Linked DNA regions of Ovis aries: region 1 is linked to region 2. The links are chromatin contacts, called in public Hi-C maps. All regions are on one chromosome and are shown on one strand. Each heading gives the region's core, a stretch centred on a gene start, on an enhancer-like site or on the middle of the called end of the contact. The rest is flanking DNA. Distances are from core to core; before and after follow the strand shown.

What was found. Hi-C and Micro-C count contacts between places; a contact is called where the count stands out from the background.
Region 1: a contact with region 2 is called in a Hi-C map of blood, with 1.5 times the contacts expected there. The contact joins the enhancer-like site here to the promoter of WIPF1 in region 2. A contact is called at or near these places in 3 of 16 Hi-C or Micro-C datasets (blood and tail adipose tissue).

Annotation. Positions count from the first base shown.
Region 1 is chr2:135,415,122-135,420,825 of ARS-UI_Ramb_v3.0, forward strand. WIPF1 (WAS/WASL interacting protein family member 1) reads left to right here. Exons shown (of 10, transcript XM_060409757.1): 2 at 1-3,829. Among named protein-coding and RNA genes, the nearest start is that of WIPF1, 45 kb to the left of the region's middle. Within about 2 kb of position 3,285, at least 24 of the 54 cell types and tissues checked have an H3K27ac peak or open chromatin away from gene starts, as enhancers often do.
Region 2 is chr2:135,370,813-135,377,064 of ARS-UI_Ramb_v3.0, forward strand. WIPF1 (WAS/WASL interacting protein family member 1) reads left to right here and starts at 1,877. Exons shown (of 10, transcript XM_060409757.1): 1 at 1,877-2,000; 2 at 4,204-6,252.

The sequences.
Region 1 (5,704 bases), core at 2,035-4,534, 46 kb after region 2:
AAGGAAATGCAGAATCTCACTCAGTTGGTGTTTTGGTATTTTCTTGCTGGTAGAAGATAGGACTAAGTTTATAAAAGCAATTTTTAAAATATTTACTAGAGACTTCCCTGGTGGTCCAGTGGTTAAGACATTGCCTTCCCTAATGCACAGGGTGTGGGTCAGATACCTGCTCCAGGAGCTAAGGGTCCACATGCCTCGTGGCAAAAAAACAAAATATAAAACAAGCAATATTGTGACAAATTCAATAAGGACTTTAAAAATGGTACATATGAAAAAAGCCTTCAAAAATTCAAAAAGTGTTTACTAATACACAGGACCGAACTAATGAAACTTGAAGGCACATAAAAGTTTTCTCAGGCCCATAGATTTATTTCCTTTCATTCATTTGTGTCATGGACAGCTGGGGAGGTACTATATTTGATAAGCATGGAGTGTATTTTAGTGCCAGAAAATAATGAAGTGCTTGAAAACAAAAACCAAGAAACAGAATATTGACAGGAGAATGTCAAAGGAACAAAGAGCCCCCTGAAAGAGCTCCCACCAGCCAAAGGTGATTAATCTGAGCAACAAAGTTAGTAAAATTGTGTTGAATTATAACCCAAAGTATGAAATGAATATCTGTGAGACCATACTGATATAAAAAAATGACTGAAAATATATGGGGAGAAGTGATAAGTCTTCTGTGCAGAAAAATTCAAAATAATTTATATAGATACTCCACCCTTAAGCTTTCCTCTCCAAAGTGTAATAGTATAGAAGAGGGTGAGGAGCAACCTTCCATGGAGAATCATGACAAACATTACGCTGGGTGATCAAGGCCATAATCAACAGTGTTAAATTACATTGACAGGAAATATGCATGATGTAATGTGATTAAAATGGCATGTTACCTCTGTGGTCTTTCTCTAAACAACCCAATCACCCTGTCTGATGATGAGAAAAACATCAAACAGATCCCAATTGTGGAACCTTCTACAAAATGCCTGACCAGTACTCCTCAGAACTGTCGAGGCCATCAAAATCAGGGAAAGTCTGAGAAACTGTCACAGATAAGAGGAGCCTAAGTAAGCTCGATGACTGAATGTAACGTTGTATCCTGGATAGGATTTCTGGGACAGAAGAAGGACATGGGGAAAAATTAAGAAAACCTAAGATCATGGCATCTGGTCCCATCGCTTCATGGCAGATAGTTGGGAAACAGTGGAAACAGTGGCTGACTTTATTTTTCTGGGCTCCAAAATCACTGCAGATGGTGATTGCAGCACTGAAATTAAAAGACGCTTACTTCTTGGAAGGAAAGTTATGACCAACCTAGACAACATATTAAAAAGCAGAGGCATTACTTTGCCAACAAAGGTCCGTCTAGTCAAGGCTGTGGTTTTTCCAGTGGTCATGTATGGATGTGAGAGTTGGACTGTGAAGAAAGCTGAGTGCCGAAGAATTGATGCTTTTGAACTGTTTTGTTGGAGAACTCTTGAGAGTCCCTTGGACTGCAAGGAGATCCAACCAGTCCATTCTAAAGGAGATCAGTCCTGGGTGTTCATTGGAGGGACTGATGTTGAAGCTGAAACTGCAATACTTTGGCCACCTGATGCGCAGAGCTGACTCATTTGAAAAGACCCTGATGCTGGGAAAGATTGAGGGCAGGAGGAGAAGGGGACGACAGAGGATAAGATGGTTGGATGGCTTCACTGACACAATGGACATGGGTTTGGGTGGACTCCGGAAGTTGGTGATGGACAGGGAGGCCTGGCATGCAGCGATTCATGGGGTCGCAAAGAGTCGGACACGACTGAGTGACTGAACTGAACTAAAATAACCTATGGTCCTTAGTTAATAATGTATCAGTTTTGGTTTCTTAATTGCTATTTATCTGTCATATTAAATGTAAGATTTTAACATCAGGGAGCTTGGGTACAGAATGAGAACCCAACTGTCTTCTTGATTTTTCTGTAAATCTACAACTGCTTTAAAAGACAAAGTTGTTAAAATTCTTTTAATGCCTAAACAGAAAAAACAAAAATCATGGACAGGAGGCCAGGTTAGGGAATTTTAAGGGAAATTAGAATGTATTTTGTTGAGACCGTTGAAAATTCCGCACAGAGCATGATTGAAGTAGAACATATGTAACTGCTTAGTTAAAAAAAAATGGAACTGGCAGCTTAGCCCAGAATATGACACTTCTAAATATATTCAAGTTGATTCATTATTATTTATCATCCATGGAGTATTTTGTTTTTCCAAGATGGCCAAGTTTTACCATTATTCTTATTTTAAAGTGATGGCTGTGCTTTTAGCCATGTTGACTCAGATGGCTAATCTAACTGTACAGTTCAGTCAGAAAACCAGCCATCAGCTGTCAGAATGGTAAAAACAGTTAAGTGTGTTTTCAAAGCCAGAAAGGCACTCATGTGGTGAGACTGCAGAGTTTCGTGTTATCCAAAGTCCTGACTCCCAGGATCCATTTCCTCACTTGGTGTTCTCACATGGAAAACTTCTTTGGGGAATTATAGGGTCATATTTTCAAGACTTGGAACAGTAGGCTTGTCTACAGTTACCTTTATAAAAAAAACAACTAAAAAGAAAAAAAATCCCTTTAAAATCATTTAAAAAAAAAAAAAAAAGAATTACGCCAGGGTAGCCAAATAGAAACAGTCACTGGGGTTTCTGCACTGAGTCAGGTTGTATAAATTACAGACTATTTTCCCCTTGCTCCAGGACATTGTTTCACTTCCACACACCACTGCCTACATCCATAAATTCCAGTGTGTTGGCCCTCCAGAGAGCTCGAGGAATTATAAAAGGATAGAGGAGGGGACTCACCACAGGAACAAGCAGGCTAGAATGGTACCCTTGAGCTTCCTGCTTGGTCCTGCCTCGGCTGTGCTCCAGGCCTCGCCCCTGCTCGGAGCACAGAGGGGCACTCTCCCTGGTGCTCTTGGCAGGGCCAGCATCAGGGCCCCCCACAGCCAGGGCTCACATGCCACTAGGAACCCCATCCCTCCCACAGGAAGATGAAGTCAACCCTTTCAGGGGAAACCAAAAGGCTGGCAGATTTTGGAGACTAGCAAGGGGGGAAATGTGTACCAGTTATGTAGCCCTGGGAGGCAGAGAGTACCGTGGCTTTGTTTGCTGAACCCAAAGTTAGGGCACACTGTCCGACAGCGGGACTAACTAGACTGGACGTGAACTTGAGACTGGCCCAGGATACTCAGGCTGAGTGGCCCTTGTGGCTGCACGAGGCGGAAGAACGTGAGCCAGGCCCTGGGTATGCTCATCCGTGCTGGTGCCCTCCAGAGAGGATCCTGGGGGCGCCCTGGGTGCAGCACATGGCCGCCCTTCCTCAGCAGTCCCCAGGGCCGTGGCGCTGGGCACATTCTGGTGACAGGCTGGCGCCCAAGCTCCAGGCTCCACCGTGAGCTGGCTGCCCTTCCCAGGGGCCACCCTTCCCCAAGGTGGGGCTACAAGAGCCTCGGTCTGTCCCTTTCTCCCCCTCCTTATGGCATCAGAAGAGCCAGGAGCCCAGACACCACTGTCCCCTGCCTCCCCCACCCCACCCCCTTGCTTCTCTCCTCTTTACCTGAGCCCTGGGGATGTCTGAGGCCAGCTGGGGACCCCTGTGGGGACACAGCCATTTCTTGAGACACAGGGTTACCCCAGCGTGAAGTAGGAAGGGAGGCGAACTTATCACATGTCTCTGACTGCTCCTTGAACGAGTCAGAGAAGGTGCAGTGAGGAAGTCTGATGTCACATGCAAGACTTACAGGAAGCCGACTGCAGGACGGCAGGGGAGCTTGAGAACCTGGCCGTTTTCAGCGGATTAGAACAGGTCAGTGCTCCTTCTTTCCCCCCGAAAAATCTTTCCTAGCCACTCTAAAATACCGAACTGGTTCTCTTTCCTTAAACTGCCGTGAACGCTTTTTTGCAACATGAAGAACTTGCTCCAGCTTTGAATGTAGGAGCCAGGGTGTAGCTGGTGGCCACGCGCTGTCAGAGGAACAAGCATCAAGCCCTTATCACGAAAATGAAATTCTCAGAGCCTCTTGCTTCCCTTTTCAGAACTTCTGTGCCCTAAAAAACAAACCTTTACATGGTCCTTAAATTACTTATTTCATGGAATTTAGCTAAGCCTCTCATCAAGTTCACCTGTTGGCATAAACCGGGACACATCAGCTTGTGTTTGCAGGCAGTCACAGTGTGTTCAGAGGGCAGTAGAAAATGCAGCAGTATTGTGTGGACAGACAGGCTACAAGACTATGCAAAGGTCTGCTGCTTTTATGCACTTTTTTCTTCTGATGGAATGAATCTTTTGGCTTGTAGTTCCTGTTAAAATTGTTTCTCATATCTTTATAAATTCTTAAGTTCCCTTAAAAATTTTTTTTTACTCTCTTCCTTCCTACTTGTCTTCTACTGTTGTTTTAAAAATTTCCTTCTTTTATTGAAAATAGAAGTAAAGGGATGCGGGCAGTTTGAATGTGGGATGAGGAAGTCCCCTGCCTGCCCTGCCCCCACCCCGGGTTCTGCGAACATGGCTTGGAGCTGTCACGTTCTGGGTGTGCAGAGCCATGAGGTCTGCCTGCCACCAGAGCTTTGTGTCTTGAGCCTGTACTTCTCCAGAGAGGAAGAAGGCGTCTACGGCAGAACCCAAGAGATGGTTGGTTGAAGCATTGGACATTAGAGCCCAGATACAGCTAAACGGCCCAAGAGTATTCGTCTGATAGCCCTTGTGGGGCAGTTTAATAAGGAACTTTCAATAAAAGGCTCTTACACAATGGCCTGCCACTTTCAGACCCGAATGAAAAAGGAAAATGTCTCAAATCTGCGTGACAGGAAGGAAGTCACTACCTTCTTGGGCTCTTATTAAGCACTAGAACAGGTTAGCCAGTGTCGAGTTTCTTTTCTGGACCATTTGAAAACAGACTGATCTTCTTTCGTAGCTACGTTCATGTGTTAATAGAGGTAGAGAGAGAAAAGCAGAGAAGAGCCCAGGTTTGGGAGCTTCCTGTTTCCTGTCTCCCTTCCAGCCCAGAGGGCTCTACAAGGGTCTGCTGAAAGACGACAACAGTGGGGTGAGGGGTTAGCGGACTCACGTGTTGTTTATATCCTAGGAATGCAAAATAACCAAAACTATGAGGCAAGAGAAAATTGTTGATGATGTCCTCAGATTGCCACATTTTTTTCATTTTTTGCTACTACATTGTGCAAGAAGACGGGAGGAAGCTGACAGACTGTGGGAGGACTGGAAGTTAGAGATCTCAGGCCTAGTGCTTTTAGAAACCCTATACTGGCTCTGAGGGAGGCAGCCCGTGTTTCCAGTCTCCATGGACTTTCTTGCTACTGGAGTCCTCTGCACAAACAAATGCCTAGAGGAGCCACATGGAAGGGAACTGTGGTGGGGAGGTCTCTTGCATATGGCACCAGGCGCACCCCTGAACAGCAAAAAGAGGCTTACATCTTCGTGGTAGCTGGACATGCCTAGAAGGAGCTCTTTCAGTTTTGTTTCGATTTTTTAATTGGTCCTAGAGGTTTATTGTTCAGAGAGTTTTGTATTCTGCTAATCTGCTGCTCATAGCAGAAAAGGGTTTTTTATTTCTTTAAATGCTTTCCAGATGGACTTGACATCTTTTTTTGGAATGCGTCCTTCTGAAAGCTCTTTCCCTTTCTCCTTGGGGCATCTGTTCTCTGCCCATCCGTTCCTCTAGTT
Region 2 (6,252 bases), core at 627-3,126:
ACATTTACTCAGAAGCTGTGAGTTTAAGGCCTTTTACCTTCCTCTCTGGCCTGGATGGAAGCTCCTGTTGGGGCACCAGAAACTAGCAGTCAGATCAAACTCCTCTGGACTTGTGCTTCTCACCACCCCTCCTTGGAAAACCTCATTCCTTTGGAAGTCCCTCATCTGTATAACAGTGACAAGTACCTAGTTAGCCAATTTTGCCTTTAGAACTAAATGAGATAATAGATGTACTGCTAAAAGGACCTGGGTTAATGCTTATTAGTCTTTCATCCCATGGTAATGAATACTAGGAACGTTCCAGGTGCTGGGAATACTGCAGTGAACCAGTTGCCTTTACACTTGTTGTTTAGTTAGTAAGTTGTGTCCAACTCTTTTGTGACACCATGGACTGTAGCCTGCCAGGCTCCTCTGTCCATGGGATTTTCCTGGCAAGAATACTGCAGTGGGTTGCCATTCCCTTCTCTAGGGGATCTTCCCAACCCAGGGATCGAACCCGTGTCTCCTGCATTACAGGCAGATTCTTTCACCATTAAACCACCAGGGAACCCAGGGCAAAAATTGAGACAGAGAGCTGATGGGAGGCAGCTCCTGGGCTTAATTTCCATGATTGTGATTAAGTGCTAATGATTTTTTTTCTCAAGTCTGGAATAATATACTAATATATGAAATCAATTGTCTTCATTTTATATAAAACATAATATATGCATATCATCATAGAAATGGTTGAAAAAGGGAAGCTTCCAATGATGGAATGATGAAGTATACAGTGAAGCTTTAAAAGATGGGTACTCTTAGGGACAAAATTTGTCATTGAGAAGTTTCCCATATTACTAATCTCTTTGTCAGAAGAATTACTATATCTGTTAAGAGCATGTCAAGGTACAAGTGCACACATGGGAACTGGCATAGGAGCAGACGGCTTAAAGTGAAGGATGGACCGACCACCTCCTTAGTGCAGGACATCAATTCCGAAGTGCATATATTCCCAACTTCTCTGCTTTCATTTAAGGGGATACACGGCCTTGATATATTAGCACTATAATTAAATGGTTATTGTATTAATGATAACTTGTTCTTTTCAAATGCACACGTTCTAACATGGGTCGTCTTAGTGAGTGTTAACTTTTCTTTGGAGCCTGGAGGTGGCGGCTTTCGGAGCCGGCCACTAACAGCTCAAGCAAGAGAGGAGAACCTCAGCTTTCTCCAGATGTTTGCAGTGGATGCTACCGTATTTGAAGATGTGGGTGGCTGACGATAAATCCATCTCCACTAGGAGCAAAACTACTCAACCCCAGCTGGTTCTTGGTGGGGACAACGGGCATTTTCCACGAGAAGAGCAGCACAGCTTCCCCACGCAGTGGTCAGGGAGACAGATGCGGGCCTCCGAGGGTGCCACTCCATATTAAAATTCATTTTTAAGATGAATTTGAATTTAAGGTGTCCAGAAGCACGATCCCTCTTTGGAGAGCAGAGAAGGCGAGGAGAAAGGGCTTCCGCTTGGGGTTGGAGAGGGGGCACCCCGACAGCGGAAAGCTGGAGAACTAGCAGTCCGCGGGGGAAAGGGCCCTCGGCTGGACACCCCTTCCAGTTCCCGCTCCTCTGCAAGCGCAGGGAGGTGGACGGAGCGACGTACGAGCCCCAGCCTCCTAATCGCCCCACTCCTGCCGTGTACCTCGGGTCTCGCCAGTCTGTGGGACGCAGAGCCTCAGCCCCAGGGAGCGCGGGCCCCAGGGAGCGCGGGCGCGGCGCGCAGAGAGGCGGGCGAAGGGCCGGCGGCGGCCTCGCCGCGCGTCCACATGTGGCGGGGCCGCGGGGCGGGGTGGGGGGAGCCGAGGGGGAGGGTTTACATCCCGCGAAGTTCCCGGATGGTCTCAGCCTCCCGGCGCTGAGCGCTTTTCCTGCCCGGCCGGCTCAGCCCTACGGACCGGGGAGAAGTTTCCCAGAAAAAAATGCCCGGCGCGCCGCGGGGCCCTGGAGCCGCACGGAGCCGCTGCTCGGTAAGGGACGCGCCGCCGCCGCCGCCGAGAGTGCGATCGGGCTCCGGGGACTCGGGGCAGCGCCCCTGGAGACCCTCGCAGCCGCGGGGACCCCGGGGAGGGGTCGGACTGGACGGCGGGGCAGGGCAGCGCGGCGCGGCGCCGGGTGGGCGCGGGCGGGGGCCGGGGAGCGTCGGGGCTGCGTCCGCTGCGGGCGGGGGCGCGGGCGCGCGGTCTCCGGAGGGGCGCGACTCGGGCCCAGCGGATCGCGCGTCCTCCGGGTGCCGGCGGGTGGGGGAAGGAGGGGCCGCGGGCCGGTGGGCTCCGGACGCGGGCGTTTTCAGGGTTGGGCGCGCTGCTGGGCTCGGTCGAGCCTGGGGCCGCCCAGGGGTCTCGCCCCACGCTCGCGCCGTAGGTACCCGCTGCAGGGGCTTCGCGGGATGCGCTGGGGCGCGACTCCCCCTACTGCTTCCCAGCCCCAGCTCAGACGGATGGGGGCTTTCGGGCATCCCCGGGGCCAGTTTCTGCTCCGAAGCCGCCTCGCCTTCTTCGCTAGGGAATTGTGCCCATCCCGCAATCCAGCTTCCCCAACTCTCCTCCCGCCGGGTGCCCCAGACTGCTGCTAGCGCCCCGGGCGCGCGTTCGATGTGTGCGGCGACCTTAGAGGACTTCCAATCGGTGTCAGCGCTTTTCTCCCGGGGCCTCTCCCGAACTTTCCGGACAGCTTCGCTGCAGTCTCACTCCCTCTGTTTTTTTCTTTTTAAAAAAAGAGAACAGTTAAAGTTGCAAGGATAAGTAAAAGAAACCAGCTGACCCAGTCAGGGTGACCCAAATCTTCAGTTCGTGGTTAGACTTTGAACTTTTTGAGATTAACAAAGGGTGTGTCTGTGAGGAACCGAGCCTGGTTAGATCCTCTGGTCCTGCTGGATCCCGGAGTAATACATATTCTTTCCTGGGCTCCTGACTTTATCTCAGTTCTCTGGGATGCGTCTCAGGTTGTCAGCAGTAACTGGATGGACTTGGTCCCTCTTTCTGAAAAGTGTGTGCCACTGTTGTCTCTTGGATGGTCGCTGGACCGCCGGCCGTGGCTAGTCGCAGACTTAAGGCGGTGCAGCCACGGAACCCTGGACAGAGTCCCGCCCGTGGTGGGTTTTCTTTTGCCAGTTTCCCAACACAGTTCCAAAACAATTCTGTAGCTTCAGTTTGAGTCATTGGCATATTTTTCCCTTTCAAAAATGCCTTTTTCTGTAACGGATAAAATAACTGCAAAGAATTTTCATTAGGCCATCAGTGTGTGTGTGCTCAATCGTGGCGGTTGCTTTGCAGCCCTATGGACTGTAGCTGGCCAGGCTCTTCTGTCCATGGAATTTTCCGGACAAGAATTCTTGAGTGGGTTGCCATTCCCTTCTCCAGGAGATCTTCTGGACCTAGGGATTGAACCTACCTCTCCTGCATTGGCAGGCAGATTCTTTATTTACCACTAGCATCACCTGGGAAGCCCTAACCCTTCTTTAGGGTGCTTATAACTCTGCCTTCCACTCTTGCTGTGTATCTTTACCTGCCTGATATCTCCTGGTTGAGTCTCTCAGGGACTAAATCCTCAGTCACTTGTTGAGTGGAACTGTGCAGACTAGACTCTGCAGATGTTATTAAAATCATCTTCTTCCTCGGGACCTACCCAACTTTTGCCATAGCTTTGGTTCCCTGCTGCTGCTGCTGCTAAGTTGCTTCAGTGGTGTTTGACTAACAGAAACATTTGTAAGCAAGTTAAGATCAGATTCTGATACATTTAGAGACAATGGGGTTACTTCCAGGGGTGGAGATTCATGCCTTCTTTCACTTGTTTGTTCATTTCACCAATTAAATGTCTACTGGGTGTTCAACCACTTTCTGGTTGCTTAGGCATATCATGGGCTTTCCTGGTGTTTCAGATGGTAAAGAATTCACCTGCAATGAGGGAGACATGGGTTCGATCCCTGGGTTGGGAAGATTTCCTGGAGAAGGGAATGGCTACCCACGCCAGTATTCTGGCCTGGAGAATTCCATGGACAGAGGAGCCTGGCAGGCTACAGTCCATGGGATCACAAAAGAGCTGGACAAAACTGAGCGACTTCCACTTTCACTTTCGGCATATCATGCATGTTAGGTGTGCCTTGAGCCTCACTTATCTCATCCAAGAATTGGGGTTGATAATCTTTGCTCTTCCTCTATCTCTTGGTGCGAGGATCAAGTGGAATAATGACAATGGCGTGTGAAACAGCAGAAAGCAGCACAGCACAGGGCAGTGACGAGAAGGTGAGGCGCCTTTACCTTTTAAACTTACTGTCTTGTACTGTCTCAGTTGCCCAGGCCAGGGATGAGCCCGCTCTTTTGGGAAGTATTTCTTATTTGGTCTGTGTCACTGCCTTAAATATTTCAGGATGGTCCACACTATGGTTGTAATTCTAGGAACCTATAGGGTTTTTACATTGCACATCAGGAGAACAGAATTAAACCAAAGTGTCTTTTTGTTGTTGTTGCTGTAACCCCTTCACTTTTAAGCATCTATTGTTTGGATTCCTGTCTCCCAGCCATCATCTTCCTGAAGCCCACCCTCCCATGAGGTCTACCAGATTCCTCCTGATTTTCATACAGAGGTTTCTCTACCACCGTGCCCCAGCAATCCACAATTATGCTACAGTGCTGGAAGGTTGGGGAAGGCATTGGCAACCCACTCCAGTACTCTTGCCTGGAAAATGCCATGGACAGAGGTGCCGGTGGGCTGCCGTCTATGGGGTCGCACAGAGTCGGACACGACTGATGCGACTTAGCAGCAGCAGCAGCTGGAAGGTTTGATGGGCCTGGTGAATAAGCAGGACCCGCATATGTGAATCAAGTCACAGGTGAAAACAAGTAAGATGCTCATTTGGCGCTGAGGGTTCCTTTTGGGGATCACTGTTGTGTTCTGTGTCAGGGGGAGAAGAAGAGACCTGACTCAGAAGGAGGTGAAATTTGGCCCTGAATGCTTACCTTCTGGTGGAGATGAGATACGGGTTTGAACAGCAGGAATGCAGGGCAGAATTTGGTAAATAAGATGAAAAAAAGGTACAGATGAAATACAGGGAATGTAGAGGAGGATGAAATTACTTCCAGCTGGAGGGAGTCAGTCTCCCTTCATTTGTCCACCTAACAAGTGTTTAAAGTGTCTGCTGTGTGCCAGGCCTGGGGAGATTCGTGGGCATGTGTACGCTGTGTTCCATCTTCCTTGCTCCAGTCAAGGAAACGTGCAGCTGTCTCCTTCCTGGAAGAAATAAACACTTTCTTACCCACTTCATTGCCCAGCCCAACATCTGTCAATTGTTCCTTACCATGTAGAGATTGTAATCAGGTTAAAATAATTAACACTGTCTCTTGTATACTTTGGAATAATAAAAACTCTGAGGCTCACCAGTTCCCCAGAACACCTTCAGTTAGCTGAGTAATGCTTTGCCACCTGGCACACTTTAACCAGTATTGCAGTATTCGGTCCTTAGTCAAGGGTGTGACTTCTAGAGTCTTGATTCTATAAGGCTGGGGTGAGGCCCAGGAATCTATTTTTGAAAGCCCCCCAGGTAGTACTGATGTCATACCACCTGCAAAATTCTGCAAAGGTAAAAGCATGGGCCAGGACGTCAGGCAGAGCTTCCAGTCCCAGCTCTGTCTTTTACATGTCCTGCAACTTATGCTTCTTTATCTGTAGTATCAGAGTAACCGTCTCTGCTGTTGGGGTTGTGCTGAGGGTCGGATGATGTCATGGGTGTGCCTCACTTGGCAGATTATCCAGGACAGTGCTGCTGCTAGGCATCTGTGGGTCTTTATTAGCATCAGTGTTAGCTTGTGTAGAACACTGGGTTGGTATTCTCCTTTCCATATGGAACTACAAAAAGAGCCTAAACACAGGAACTGCTTTTTATATAAATTACCGTGTAATAATCCCTCCGCCGTCTGCAGTCAACGGAGCATTTCACAGTGATCACCTCATGGATTCTCTTCACAGCCGAGGAGGAGGGATGTTACAGAGGAGAATGTCAGTATGGGCGGAAGGGGGGCTGCCAGCCTGTGGTATCTGCTTAGCCACTCGAGCTGCTCACCGAGATGACTGGGGCAGCTAAGGTGGGGGGCCACAGTGGGGCAGGAGGAGAGTGCTACCTCCTGCCACTTTGGCACCGGGCAGTACCAGGGTAACGTTTTGCGGTGGTCGGTCACACAGTGGTCATTGTCCACGTGGGATGACCAGGGGGTCTGCCTGCTCCAG